2 separate regions of the Mus musculus genome follow, and region 1 is linked to region 2. The links are chromatin contacts, called in public HiChIP or PLAC-seq maps. All regions are on one chromosome and are shown on one strand. Each heading gives the region's core, a stretch centred on a gene start, on an enhancer-like site or on the middle of the called end of the contact. The rest is flanking DNA. Distances are from core to core; before and after follow the strand shown. Region 1 overlaps Wasf1 (WAS protein family, member 1). Region 2 holds the start of Mettl24 (methyltransferase like 24).

The links. HiChIP or PLAC-seq counts read pairs in DNA pulled down with a chosen protein or histone mark.
Region 1: an H3K27ac HiChIP or PLAC-seq map of oligodendrocyte precursor cells shows a contact between it and region 2, with 4 times the contacts expected there. The contact joins the enhancer-like site here to the promoter of Mettl24 in region 2. A contact is called at or near these places in 9 of 39 promoter capture datasets (the 3T3-L1 cell line, the HPC-7 cell line, HPC-7-derived erythroid cells and 5 more), 1 of 484 Hi-C or Micro-C datasets (cerebral cortex), 3 of 115 datasets of contacts at active chromatin or transcription factors (astrocytes, embryonic basal ganglia and oligodendrocyte precursor cells) and 1 of 9 other capture datasets (adipose tissue).

Annotation. Positions count from the first base shown.
Region 1 is chr10:40,938,461-40,944,731 of GRCm38.p6, forward strand. Wasf1 (WAS protein family, member 1) reads left to right here. Exons shown (of 9, transcript NM_001379453.1): 9 at 1-109. Among named protein-coding and RNA genes, the nearest start is that of Wasf1, 58 kb to the left of the region's middle. Within about 2 kb of position 4,426, at least 17 of the 459 cell types and tissues checked have an H3K27ac peak or open chromatin away from gene starts, as enhancers often do. A contact at or near this core is called in embryonic basal ganglia and oligodendrocyte precursor cells, where this site is marked.
Region 2 is chr10:40,680,694-40,687,190 of GRCm38.p6, forward strand. It overlaps Mettl24 (methyltransferase like 24), which reads left to right and starts at 2,589. Exons shown (of 5, transcript NM_177793.3): 1 at 2,589-2,971. The coding sequence starts at 2,663. It also overlaps a transcript of Ddo not described here.

The sequences.
Region 1 (6,271 bases), core at 3,176-5,675, 260 kb after region 2:
CTATAGAAGTTTAAATTTTTCCATGTGAAATACTCAGAATAAGCATATGTGTGACTTACATAATGTGAGAATTACAATCTGATGTAATAAACGGTTCATTTTAAAGGCTCTTGGGTGTCGCTCTTCGAGTGAATGCGTTGGTAAGGAAGCGTGTGAGAGATTTCAGGGAGCAACTTCAGCTCTATCAGTTGCTTAGTTTTAAAACTCAAACGGTCTCTTATGTGAGGGGACTTTATGCCATGCTTTTCTGAAGCTACACAGTTTCTGTCTCCGTTCCTTATGGTCTTCACATTCCAGCTCAACAGCTCCCTTCACCTGCCATGTTATCGGTGTGGCACCACTCCTGTAGCCTTGTGTGACAACAAGTGGTTAGTATCGCATCGGAGCAAGGTGATGGGAAGACACCGTTAATGTCAGATTACTTGTGTTAAAGATGCTGAGGAGCCAGCTGCGACTTGCTTACCTGCAGTGCAGTCCAGCACTTGGAAGGCTGACAAGATTAAGAGTTTGAGGTCAGTCTGGGGTGCATAGTAAGGTCGGATCTCAGTAGAACAAAACAAAAACTATACTAAATAGAGTTCGACTGGTTGATTGGCTGCCCGGCTGGCTGGTTGGTTGGTTGGTTGGTTGGTTGGTTGGTTGGTTGGTTGGTTGTCTGGCTGGCTAGCTGGCTGGTTGGCTGGCTAGCTGGTTCGGTTGGCTGGGTGGTTGGTTGGTTGGCTGGCTGGCTGGCTGGCTGGCTGGCTGGCTGGCTGGCTGGCTGGCTGGCTGGCTGGCTGGCTGGTTGGCTGGTTGGTTGGGTGGCTGGCTGGCTGGCTGGCTGGCTGGCTGGTTGGTTGGTTGGTTGGGTGGCTGGCTGGCTGGCTGTTTGGTTGGGTGACCGGCTGGCTGGCTGACTGATTGGTGTCTGGCAGGCTGGCTAGTTGGTTGCTTGGCTGGCTGACCAGCTGGCTGGCTGGTTGGGTTTGCTTTGTTTTTTTGAGTGACCCTACTTTCAGCCCTGCCTGTGCCTCCATCTTGGCCAGTTCTTACCATCAAGATTTGTGCTATGTTCCCACACCCATGTAACTGGGAGCCTCTAAGATTTGCCTTGACCTGGTGCATGTGGGTGAAGTGAAGTTGTACCAGTTCTACGTGGAGGCCTTCTCCTGGATGTCCATCCCCCGCTCCGTTTCCCATCTCCGGGCTGTCCTACAGATCAGAACCCTTATGGAGAAAGGCACCAAGAGACTATGTTAAAGCACCCAAGCCCAGGTTCACCTGCGTCCTGGCGTATAGTAAACAGGCAAACAAACCTGACCCCGGACACATGAGCTCATGGACAAAAAAAATGAGTGTTTATTGTTTTGCATCTAAATTTGAGGTGAGTTATTTCATGAAGCATTGCTGGGGAAGTGGGTGGCTGGTTCATAAAGTCACTGCTAACATGATAATAATGGGAGGTATTTTAGCAAATAACCTGTGATCTCTGTAAAGTGGAAATAATGAACGAAGTTCAACTATAGCAATTCAACTTGTGTCTAAAAAAATTCCTAATGGCTTAACAAAAGATTTGATTTATTCTTTTAGGTAGTTTAGTTTAGAATGGTGTTTTTTAACCTTGCTAATGCTGTGACCCTTTCATACAGTTCCTCATGTTCTGGTGACCCCCCAACCATAAAATTATTTTGTTGCTACCTCATAACTGTAATTTTATAACATACGAATCATAATATAAATATCTGATATGCAACCCTGTGAAAGGGCCATTTAACCCACAGGTTGAGAACCACCGGTTTAGAACAAGAGTTTAAATATCCATTCAAGGTTCCTTTCAAGCCTTAGGAAAATATAGTATCAAATTTAACTTAAAATATGACATTTTAAAGTCTGTCTTCTTAAGTGTACTTAAAAAGTTATAACCTGCATTTTAAAAGAAATCTCTGTAGGTGTTTATACATGTGATGTGTGTGTCCGAGGTGGGGCGCACATGCCAATGTGTACCTGTGGAGGCCAGAAGACGGCTTCTGGTGTCGATTCTCACCTTTCTTCCACCTTGTTTAGCAGATGCGCTCTTCCTGCTTGCCACTGCATGCACCAGGCTGACTGGCCTGTAAGCTGTCCGAGTTCTTCCTGTCTCCACCTGAATGTAGGAGTGCTAAGATCTCAGATGTATACCACTGCACTGAAGTGTATACGGGATCTTGGTGCCCAAACTCAGGTCCTTAGATGTACGTGGCAGGCACATTGCACACTGAGGCATCTCTCCAGACACTAGTGTGTGTGTGTATGTATTTATATGTGTGTGTGTGTATGTATGTATGTATGTGTGTGTATAGATATATAGATATATATAGATATAAAGATTAATTATAACGAAATAACCAAAACCTAATGGTATGGGGTTGGAATGGTTACAGGAAATACAAAAGAAAACTGGTAACAATTTTCTAGTAATAATGTAGATGTGTTTATCAGTAAAGCACAGAGATGTTTATTATCATAGTTTATAGAGTCTTTTGTTTTTGTTTTTGAGAATATTTCTGGAAGATAAAAACATGACTGAAGAAGCCAGATTTCCAATGTAGGGTCAAAATAACCTTTTAGTGTAGGCTATTTGGCTTACTTTGCCTAAAGAGGATTTTGTTTTGTTTTGCTTTTTGTTTTTCACAAATTATCTGAGGTCGGCTTTATTTCCATAAGAATGAAAGCTACTGAGTAATAACTTCCTCCATATCCACCAGGGCCATCCATCCACAACAGAAGAATCAGGATGAGTGTGGGCCAGCAAACAGGCTTTAGTCAGTTAGCCCGTTTCTATCTTTATTCTACCTGCTTCAAGCCTTCATCTCCCCTTCTGCATCTGTGACCTCCTTCCTCTTCCCCGAGGTGGTGAGTCAGAAGATGGCAAGAAGTAGTTCCTTGCAGCAGAGATGTTAGGATGAAGTGCCACCTTTCCTGCAGAGGGAGAGGGTGTTCCTCTGTATCTACCCCTAAGTGCGGGATATCTGCTACCTTCAGGCTTACAAGGCATGTTAAGCTCTCACCGTGGTTACCCATAGCTTATAGTAATGCGAGCAGATGCGATGAATTCAAAAGACAAAACAATGCTAGTTTGGGTTGTGCTTATAAGTTATGATGTGCCTCCTGTGACCTGACCTTCAAAAGCCCTACCCTCTCTTACATATCCAGTGTACATTGTAGGTCCATGAAGTCTCTCTGGTGTCACACCTAGAACTAGGGTCCTCTTTTAGTTTCCTGATTCTTTCATTGCAGGCTTTCCTTAACAAATCCTCATCCTACTGTGCGCTGCAGTTAGGATCTGTTTGAGCTTGCCAAATAGATTACTCACAGGACAGCCAGGCATTAATGAGAAACTTCTAAATTATTATAAACAGTTTCAGAAATGACCCCCTTTTTGTTCTGTCACCTGGGACTCCTAAAATACTCTTTCCTGTTAAAATGTTTCTCTGTGTTACTCTCAGTAACAGTTGATGGGAAACAAGTCTTGGTGTCATCCAGGGTGGGGAGGGGGGTGTGCTGGTGCCTGTGTGTCTGTCCGTGTGTGTTCCAGTAAATGGAAAGTATAGGAGTGGCTTCTGACCAAAAGCCGACGATCATTAATATTTCTGAAGTCATATTTTTGGGGTAGAAAGCAAACTTGATTGTGTTTTCATGGGCATTCTCATGAGTTATGTTCAAAGTAGGACTTTTAACTTTACCCTCGGTAAACATGACACGTTGATCATGTTTTTTATTTTCAGTCCACTACATTTTACCTTCTTTAAGGTTTCTTTTTATGTATATGGGTGTTTTACCTACAGTTCTATGTGATGCCACTTGCATGCCTGGTGCCCACAGAGGACAGAAGAGGTCATTGGATCCCATGGAACTAGTTACAGACAGTTGTGAGCTCTTATATGTGTGCTGGGATCTGAACCTGGATCTTGTGCAAGAACTTTCATGTGCCATCTGTAACTCAAACTACTAGGCCATGCATCCCACTACATTTCCAACCCCCACTACATCTTCCTCTTATTATCATCTGTTTAAAAAAAAAAAAAAAAACAGCACCAAAAAAACAAAAACAAAAGAACTCTCCCTAAAGTGAAGTATAAAATAAATTATTTCAAGCTTCTAAATGATTAAAGAAATTCCTTTTTGAGTCCATTATCTATTAAATTCACTTAATAAGAACTGCATATAAACCACTAAAAAGATACTCATTGCGCAAACCAGGATTTAGAAGATAGTGTTTCTGCGTAATGAATTGTCAAATTCAGGAATTTCTAAGTTGGATATAAATAATCGTAGTTAATTAAAGGCAGCTTCCTGAAGCCAAGCAGAATGTATAGGCCCTTGTAATACACATGATGCACCCCCATTTACTCACTGCTGTGTGAAGAATACACTTAATTCTGTTCTCCATGACTGGACTATAGAAAGCGCCAGAGATCCCTGTTGCTTTTCAAGCCTGACAGGCAGGCTCTGAGTGAAGAATGAATACAGCCTTGAATAAGCAGTTGAGATGCTTTTTTCTAAAGGCTCGTTATCAATACCTTTTTCTCATTATTGTAAGGCCAGCTGCATGGCTTTTTTCCCTATAAGGAAAAAAACACAGACAGCTGAGCATGCATTGAAGTCTCTCTCTCTTTTTTTTTTTCTGCCAGAGTATGCCTTCTCTCCTGTAAACTGGAATGATCTTGAATATTTTATTGTGTGAGCATATATATCCTTGTGGGATACTGTGTGTTATACTCAAAGAGTTTTGATAGTTTTCTTGTTTATCTATCCTGCCTCTAGGCTAACTTTTTTAATACTACTTCTTTGATATGGAACACACATATCTTCGTGGCTAATAAAATTCCCCACTACCTCTCTGACCTGAAACAACAAAAAAGACACAAGAGTTATTTAATCTTAATATGTTTTCTATGTTAACATCTTCCAGTATTCCTTAGTGTCTATTTTATTTGTAATCATAAAGACTATGAAGTTTATTTCTAACTTTAATGAAAATATATAGGAAATACGTGGACCATTCTAAAAGGGCACATCTATTAGAGATGGTTTGCGTTTATTTCTATACTTATTTTTATTCTGTTTCTGTTTATTGAGTAGCACTTTTTTCTGTAACGCCTTCAAGATTGAAATGATGCTGGGTATTGGGGCCCTGACAGTGACTAGACAGTGAGCATGCAGATAAATTAACAGAGCATAATGAGCAGTGTGTTCGGGAGGTTTACAGTACAGAGACTGTCTCCGTTTCTTTTCAGTTGCAGTGACAAAACACAATGACCAAGACAACTTCTAGACAAAAGAGTTTATTTGGGGCTCCAGTCTCGGGGTGAGACCATGGCCACCACAGCACTAAGCATGAAAGCAATAAAGCATGTGTGGTGCTGGAGGTAAAGCTTACATCCTGATAAACAAGCATCAGAGACAGACAGACAGACAGACCGTAAGGAATGCTGTGGGCTTTTGGAACCTCAAAGCCCGTCCCCAGAGATGCACCTCCTCCAACAAAGCCACACCTAATCATCCCAAACTGTTCCTCCAAGGGGAAGCTGAGTATTCAACTTACGAGCCCAAGGGCGCATATGAACATTCTCAGTCAAACTACCATATCCCTCTCCCTGGCCCCTTACAGGCTCATGGCCATATAATGCAACACGCACTCAGTCCTACTTCAAAGTCTCCGTAGTCTTTCCCTGCCTCCATAGAGTTAAAATCAAAAAATTCCAAGGTCTCTTATGAGTCTTGAGGCAGTCTCTTAATTGTAACTCCCTGTAAAATCAAAAGGCAGATCACATACTTCCAACAGACAGTGGCACAGAATATACATTGCCATTCCCAAAGGAAAGAAATGGAACATAGGAAGGAAATACTAGACCAAGGCGAGACCAAAACCCAGCAGGGCAAACTCCAGATGCTGCAGCTCTGTCTGATGTCAGAGGGTATGGGTGGTTCCACCAAGTTTGCTAGCTGTTCCACACTTTCCTCTCTCTCAGAGCATCCATTCCCTGACGAGCTCTTCTTCGATGGCATCCCACCTCTGGCATCATCAACATTTTGAGTCTCCAGTGCAGCTCAGCTTCACTCTCAAAGCTTTAGCAATGGCTTCTCAGAGACTCCCCGGCCACGTGCCTGGTGTTCCTTAATGGAGGAGGATTTTTGCAGCCTCCTTTCTCCTGTGCCCTTCATGAGTCTAAAGTCGGAACCATGTGGCAGATGGTGCCAAGTTCAGCTGCCGGCTTGCAGTAGAAACTGGCTCCCCTTCCTCACATTACAT
Region 2 (6,497 bases), core at 1,339-3,838:
GTGTTGTTTTAAACAATTCCATCTAAGTATACAACTCACTAGAGTGCATTTGCAGCATCTTGAGTTTGGGAATGGACGTCAGGGCCTTGCACACGCTAGGGGGAATATGAAAGCTAGTGCTTGTCCACTGAGCTCCAGCTCCAGCCCTGGGATCATGAGTCTAACGTGTCCTTGAAACTGTTGATGCTTTAGTCAGGTTCGCTAGAGGAACAGAATCAAGTGGGTGAATGTATTATCAGGTAAGCTTTAAAATAACGACAGCCAAGTCACATCTGAGACAGGAGAACCCAGCTCTCAGCTCCTCGATCTCTTACTGGGAGCGACGCCTGTAGCTGCCCAGTCCACATCAGTAGTCCCAGGTGGATGCTGGAAGCCCACGAGGTTCTCCGAGAGCACTGGTCCCCATTCTCCCATGAAAGCTTGGAAATGCTGGCTGTGCTACAGCAGACAAATCCATCCCTCGGCCCAGGAGCAGTGAGGGAAGGGTCAAGCAAACCAAGGTGAGAATTAACCGACTTTGAAATACCCTCACTGGATCTGAGCTACCACCTAAGGGTGTCACCCACAGTCTGGGCCGGCTGATTCACATCAGTGGAGACAATCGGGAAAGTTCTTCAGGTGAGGCTTTCCACTGAAGTGACATTAAATCCAACCATAATACAAAGTATATGCTAATTATATGTAACAGCGGGCTTCATAATGGAGATTTTATGTACAAATATAACCTATTTTTACCATATCAGTTGGGAATTCCTAAGCCAAGAGAAGATATTTATAAATCCTAAGTCAATGGTAAGATGTCTATAGATCACTTTGTCTTATATTTGCCCATCTTTTAAAAAATGCATACTTTTTGTGACAATATTCATAATTTTGTTATTGGTAAATTATTATTATTTAGGTACTAAATACAACATAGTTATGCAATATATGTAACCCTAAATATTGGTCTATTTTCCCACAGGAAAACAGAAGCTCAGAAAAGATACATATTTTGTTTAGTGTCTCATATCACTCAATGAGAGGGTCGTGAATCAAACACAGTTCAAGTAAATAACTGCAGGATTTGAGGCTGTCTCTCTCAGCTTGTGTGAATGAAAGTTTATAATCTTAATAAAGACTTTTAGCTGCAATTTCCCTGGAGGTGGGCAAGTAGATATCTGTCTGTCTGTCTGTCTGTCTATTCCCATCACGTGTGTATACTTTCAAGCATAATAAAACCTCCAAGCCCCTGAGGACCGGTGATGGCCAGGGAATGCACTGGATTAGGCTGATAAGTTCTGTGACTGTGGGGAAACAGGTTTAATGCTCTCTGACAAAGAATAATTCTGCCAAAAAGGAATGGGAATCTCAGAGAGCAGAGCTCCCTATGGAAAATCCCAACATTCAAATGAGGAGGTGGCCAGACTTCATTCTAGATCTCTGTTGTCCGTGTCGCAGGCTAGGGAGAGAGACAACCTACATAGAAGCATGGAAAATATATCCATATGTGTGTGTATGTGTGTGTGATGTGTATGTGTGCTTGTGTGTGTGTGTAATGTGCATGTATGTATGCTTGTGTGTGTGTGTGTGTGTGTGTATGTGTGCGTGTGTGTATGTGTGTGTGCGTGCATGTGTGTGTTGGGGGTGGGTATCTGGCCATGGTTTAAAAAAAACAAAAGAATCCCAAAGAACCTGAATGTAAATCTAGAAATCAATGTCACCCTAAACAGGTGGAGGGAAAGAATCCTAACAAAAGTGGGATACCAACCCCATTTGTGAGTCCAAACTATGAGCATCTAGATTTCTTTAATTAAGGTCAAGGTGACAATGGCAATCCCGGCTAGGGAGCGTTTTGCCCAGAGATAAATATGTCCCTCTGCATTTCTGCCAGGCAGCAGGGAGGTGTGTGTTTGGAGCTAAATTAATTTGATTTCCAGCACTCCATGGTAACTTCTGTTCCCTCTTTCCCGCTGTCAGATGTCTTCGCTGGCTGTCTCCCTTCCCTTCACCCCCACACATTTCATAACACCGAGGGAGAAAGCATGGGCTGGCTTCGGGCAGAATTTAGAAACTGAATAACTAATTTGATTCTTCTGCACGGAGTGCTATTCTCTCCTCTGTACGGAGTGCTATTCTCTCTCTCTCTCTCTCTCTCTCTCTCTCTCTCTCTCTCTCTCTCTCTCTCTCTCTCTCTCTCTCCCCTTGAGGGAGAGAAGTTGTAAACCTGAGCATAAGTATGATTATTTTTATATCATGCTTAGTGGCAAAAACTGCTTGACAACTTTTTCTTTGGGGCCAAACCTGGCGGCTCACCTCTCCTCTTTCCTTGTGTCTAATACTAACACCAACAAATGAAGTCAAAGCTCAGGCGCCCCGGAGGAACGTGCTCTATTCTGACTCTGGCTCTCCCCACTAGCCAGACTTTACAGGCTGGTCACACCTAAGGACACCCAGCCCTGTTATGGCAGCCTGGGTGCACGCCTAGCCCACCGCCCCTCGCTCTTCCTGCTGCGGCTGGGCAGGATAAGGTTACGCCGGGGCCTCCCCGGTCGCAGGGAAGAAGGCGGGCCGCTGGGGAGTTGCCACAGTTGTCAGCCCGGTCCGTTGGGAACGCTTCTCTGCAGGCGGCTGGGAGCTGAGGGTGGGACCCAGAGCACAGCCGGAGGTCGAGGTCCCCGCCATGGCCACTGTCAAGCCTCCCGGGCGTGGTTGTGGAGCCCTGCCCCGGTGGCTGCTCGGTGCCGCGCTGCTTCTGGGCCTACGGCTTTGCATGGAGTTGCGCCACGCGGGCTCGGGACCCCCGGGCCGCGGCGATTCCCCAGGGCCACCCCGGACACACCTACTGTCGGCGCCCGGCTCCCCACGCGGAGCCAGAAGGAGGCAGGTGACCTACGTGCGCAGTGGGCGCCGAGTGCTGCCCCGGGGTGGCGGGAGCACGACGTCCCCAGAGCCGAGCTGCTGTGCCCAGGGCGGGCTTCTCCGCAGGAAGGTCAGTTGCAAACCATGCAGACATGGACCTTGGAGTTGAGCCTGCACCCAGATGGCGCTAGGGAGCCTTCTGCTCAGGCCACTGGGACCTCAAGACTCTTCTATTTCCTTCTAGCTGAGCTCTCCCTGGAACTTTCTGTAGTCTCACTCAGTATCCCTATAGAATGAAGTGGAATTGAGCAGGGATCATGCAAATTCAACTAACGTTTGCTGAGCGCCTACTGTGGCAGACCTCCTTCTAGGAAAGGAGCACCAAGCAACCACACCCATTTCAGCAAGGGAGGGGGCGCTGAAAGGGAAGGAGGCATGGCTTGCCATTGTGTTTTCCCCACCCAGGCCTGGACAAAACCGGATGGGTAGACACTATGAAAGGCTCATCCAGGTGATGGTCAAGATCTGCCTTCCAGTAGCATCCAGACACCGCCCCCTTCACCCACTCCGACCCCAGAGTCCCTACCCAGCAGTGGGAACTGGCACCGGGTGAGAAGCCAAACCCATAGCACCACTTAGTGGGAAATAATCGGATGCTCCAGGGCCAGATCCTTGCCTTGTTAACTTCCCGCACTTCATTGAGTAGGTCAGTTTAAACCTCTGGTTGTTGAAGCCTCACCTTACACCTTCTTTTGGGAGCTCTGTGGTACCTAGGACTGAAAAGATTAGGAATTGGATATATGAGCTTGCCACATCCTTACACCTGCCACTCTTGCTTCCAACTGCGGTGCCATCCTCCGAAGCAAGGCTGGCTGTGCTGCCTGGAGTCGGGTTTTTCTTGATGGCATCTGAGCACCCAGCCCCCACCTGCGAGCTGGCCCCTGCATTTACCAGCCTGCTCTTCCTTTGGCTCCTCTACTCTAACACCCCCACTACTTTCAGTGATTTTCTTCCCCCACTTTTATATGCCCTGCGCTCAGTCTTCCCACATGGCATTGCTTAACAGGCAATTCTCTTATGTTCTGGGACGCACACAGCTCTTTTTTCTGTCTCCGAAATGCACCTCCTATATAAAGACTTAGCTAGTTACTCTAAAAGAGACACCTCCTTCTCACTGTGTCCATGCAGTTCCCATGATGCTGTGCTAAGCTTTCAAAACCCTTGCCAAGGGCTTCCACTGGATGCTGGGTCAAGTGCTGCCAGCACAAACTGAATTCAAAGTGTCTGGGGCTCAGGAAAGTCATACAATTTGATTCAGGCCTTGAACCTATGAAGAAAGATCAAAAAGTGAACAAAGGAGACATTTGAACTGAGATTTGATATTTTTTTTAAGAGTCTGGCCTCCTTTGTTCCTCTGTGGACACCCTTGAACACTCTGTCTTTGATAATCTCCCCTTTCTGAGTGATTCTCCACAACTTTTGTTTCTGCTGTCTCCTGTTTAAGGAGACCTAAGGGGTTGTCTTCCAGGTTATTGGTGACTAGAGCCTGCCTCACAGTGTTTAGGTTTGGAATGCATAGAATCAGGGGGTCACTGGGGGTGTTTGTGGGAAGTTCACCTCTGTCCCCTGTGGGATGCTGGAACAGAGATCAGTCTGAAAATGGCAGGCAGGTGGTAGCTATGGAGGTGGCGAGATGTAGCAAACATGGGGAATGTTGGAAAGTTACGGGGAGAAGCAGCTATCTTGGTTTATCTCTGTTATCTGTTTATCTTTGGTAGATTACAGATAGAATGTGCTGACCCCAGATAACTTTCAAATATCTTTTAGTGATTCAGTTGGAAATGCCAAATAGACATTCAGACACATTGATCTGGGGCTTAGAGGCAATGTCCAGGCTGAAGTAGCAATTTGGGGCTATTGCTCGCAAGTAGCATTAAAACTATGAGATGGTATGAGGTCAACTGGGGGTGAGTGTGACTTACAGGACAGGAGTCTGAGTACTGGGGTTCAGTCATTACAATTAAATTAAAAAGAAGATGAAAGGAAAATGTTAGTGTCTAGCATGCTAGAAACACAATGTAACAACTTTTATTTTCTCTAAGTTGTCTGAAGCGTTAGCTGCTCCTCAAGTGTAAACTGTTACAGAGTATTTACATTCTTTTGCCATATCCCGGTCCTGCTCTGCGCTCCAACCTGCATCTTGTCAATCTTCTGCCCATTCCTACTTCAGACACTTAGGTCAAGGTTCACTGAGAACCCACTCCTATCTCCATGCCGATCTCTCTGCAGCCTGTGATGGCAACGGACAGCAATGCCTTCTGTGAGTTTGAGTTGCTTTGTTCCTGCGGAGACCTGAGAATCCATTTCAGATGGGATGCTTTGTCTGAACAAAGTATTCTCCGTTGGGAGGGATTTCATTTCCCATGGTTACCATGGTAAACTCCGGAGACACTAACATGTGAAAGGTGGATACAGCTACTTCTTGAGTTTCTAAATGTCTTTATAAAAAGTAAGGCTTATCACTATTGTAAAAAAATTGTTATTAGCCTCTCATGGGAACATTTGCCTTACTTAGATTATCTTCTCCATAGTTAGTAACTTATTTTATATGAGATTTTTGAAATTATAAATTTATAATGAAATTATAAATTTACAAATATATTTTATATATAAGCTATATATTTCATATATAAATATATGTAATTACAATTATAAGATTATAAACTTTACTTACTTCATAGTAAGCATTCTTATACTCATTATGAGAATATTTATCTCATCTCACTAAGTTCCTAAACAGGATTTTGGATTTGTTTCACTTTGCCAGTCTTTCACAGCTGAGTTAAAATATTCCTCAAAACTGGAAAGGGCAGTTACTCCATCTGTGTTCTGATTTATGGGGATGGAGTTCACCATCTTATATCCTGGGATAAACTTTGTTTCTTTTGAGCCACACAAAGCAAGGTATAATTTAAGGTGATGCACCATTAATAAAAGGAAATAGAATTTGGAATTTACCCATGGAACTTTTATGTATTTTAACTTTATTATTTTATTTTAATTGCTTGAGAATACCGATCAACAGTTTCACAAGATTTTCGGTTCCTTTGCCCTGGGAGGCTTCCACATGGGTAAAGAAGAACAGATTTCATTCCGTGAGCAGCTTTCTGGGTGATTGATGAGTGCTTGTGTGAAACACTTACCTGGGTTGCAGAGTGTTTCTTGCCACCAAGCTTTTGTTGCAGGAGTGAGAGGTACAACCATTCAGCAATTATATTACCACCTTATATGCTGCTCTTAATGGAAACAATCTGGAGATACATGCATACGTGCACACACACAGAGAGAGAAAGAGAAAGACAGACAGATACAGAGACGGACACACATACACACACAGAAAGACAGACACACAGATAGACAGACAGACAGACAGACACACACACACACACACACACACACAGAGAGAGAGAGAGAGAGAGAGAGAGAGAGAGAGAGAGAGGATAGTCCTCCTGTAATTCGCTCTCTCTTCCCGCATCCCCCTTTGCCAGGCTATATAGAGCTAGCTCTAAATATGAAGTCCTGTGTATAAAGAGTTCTACTCTGTGAGCACTGGGAGGTGGGGACAGATGGAAGATGGTAGGAAGCACTGCCTCTCC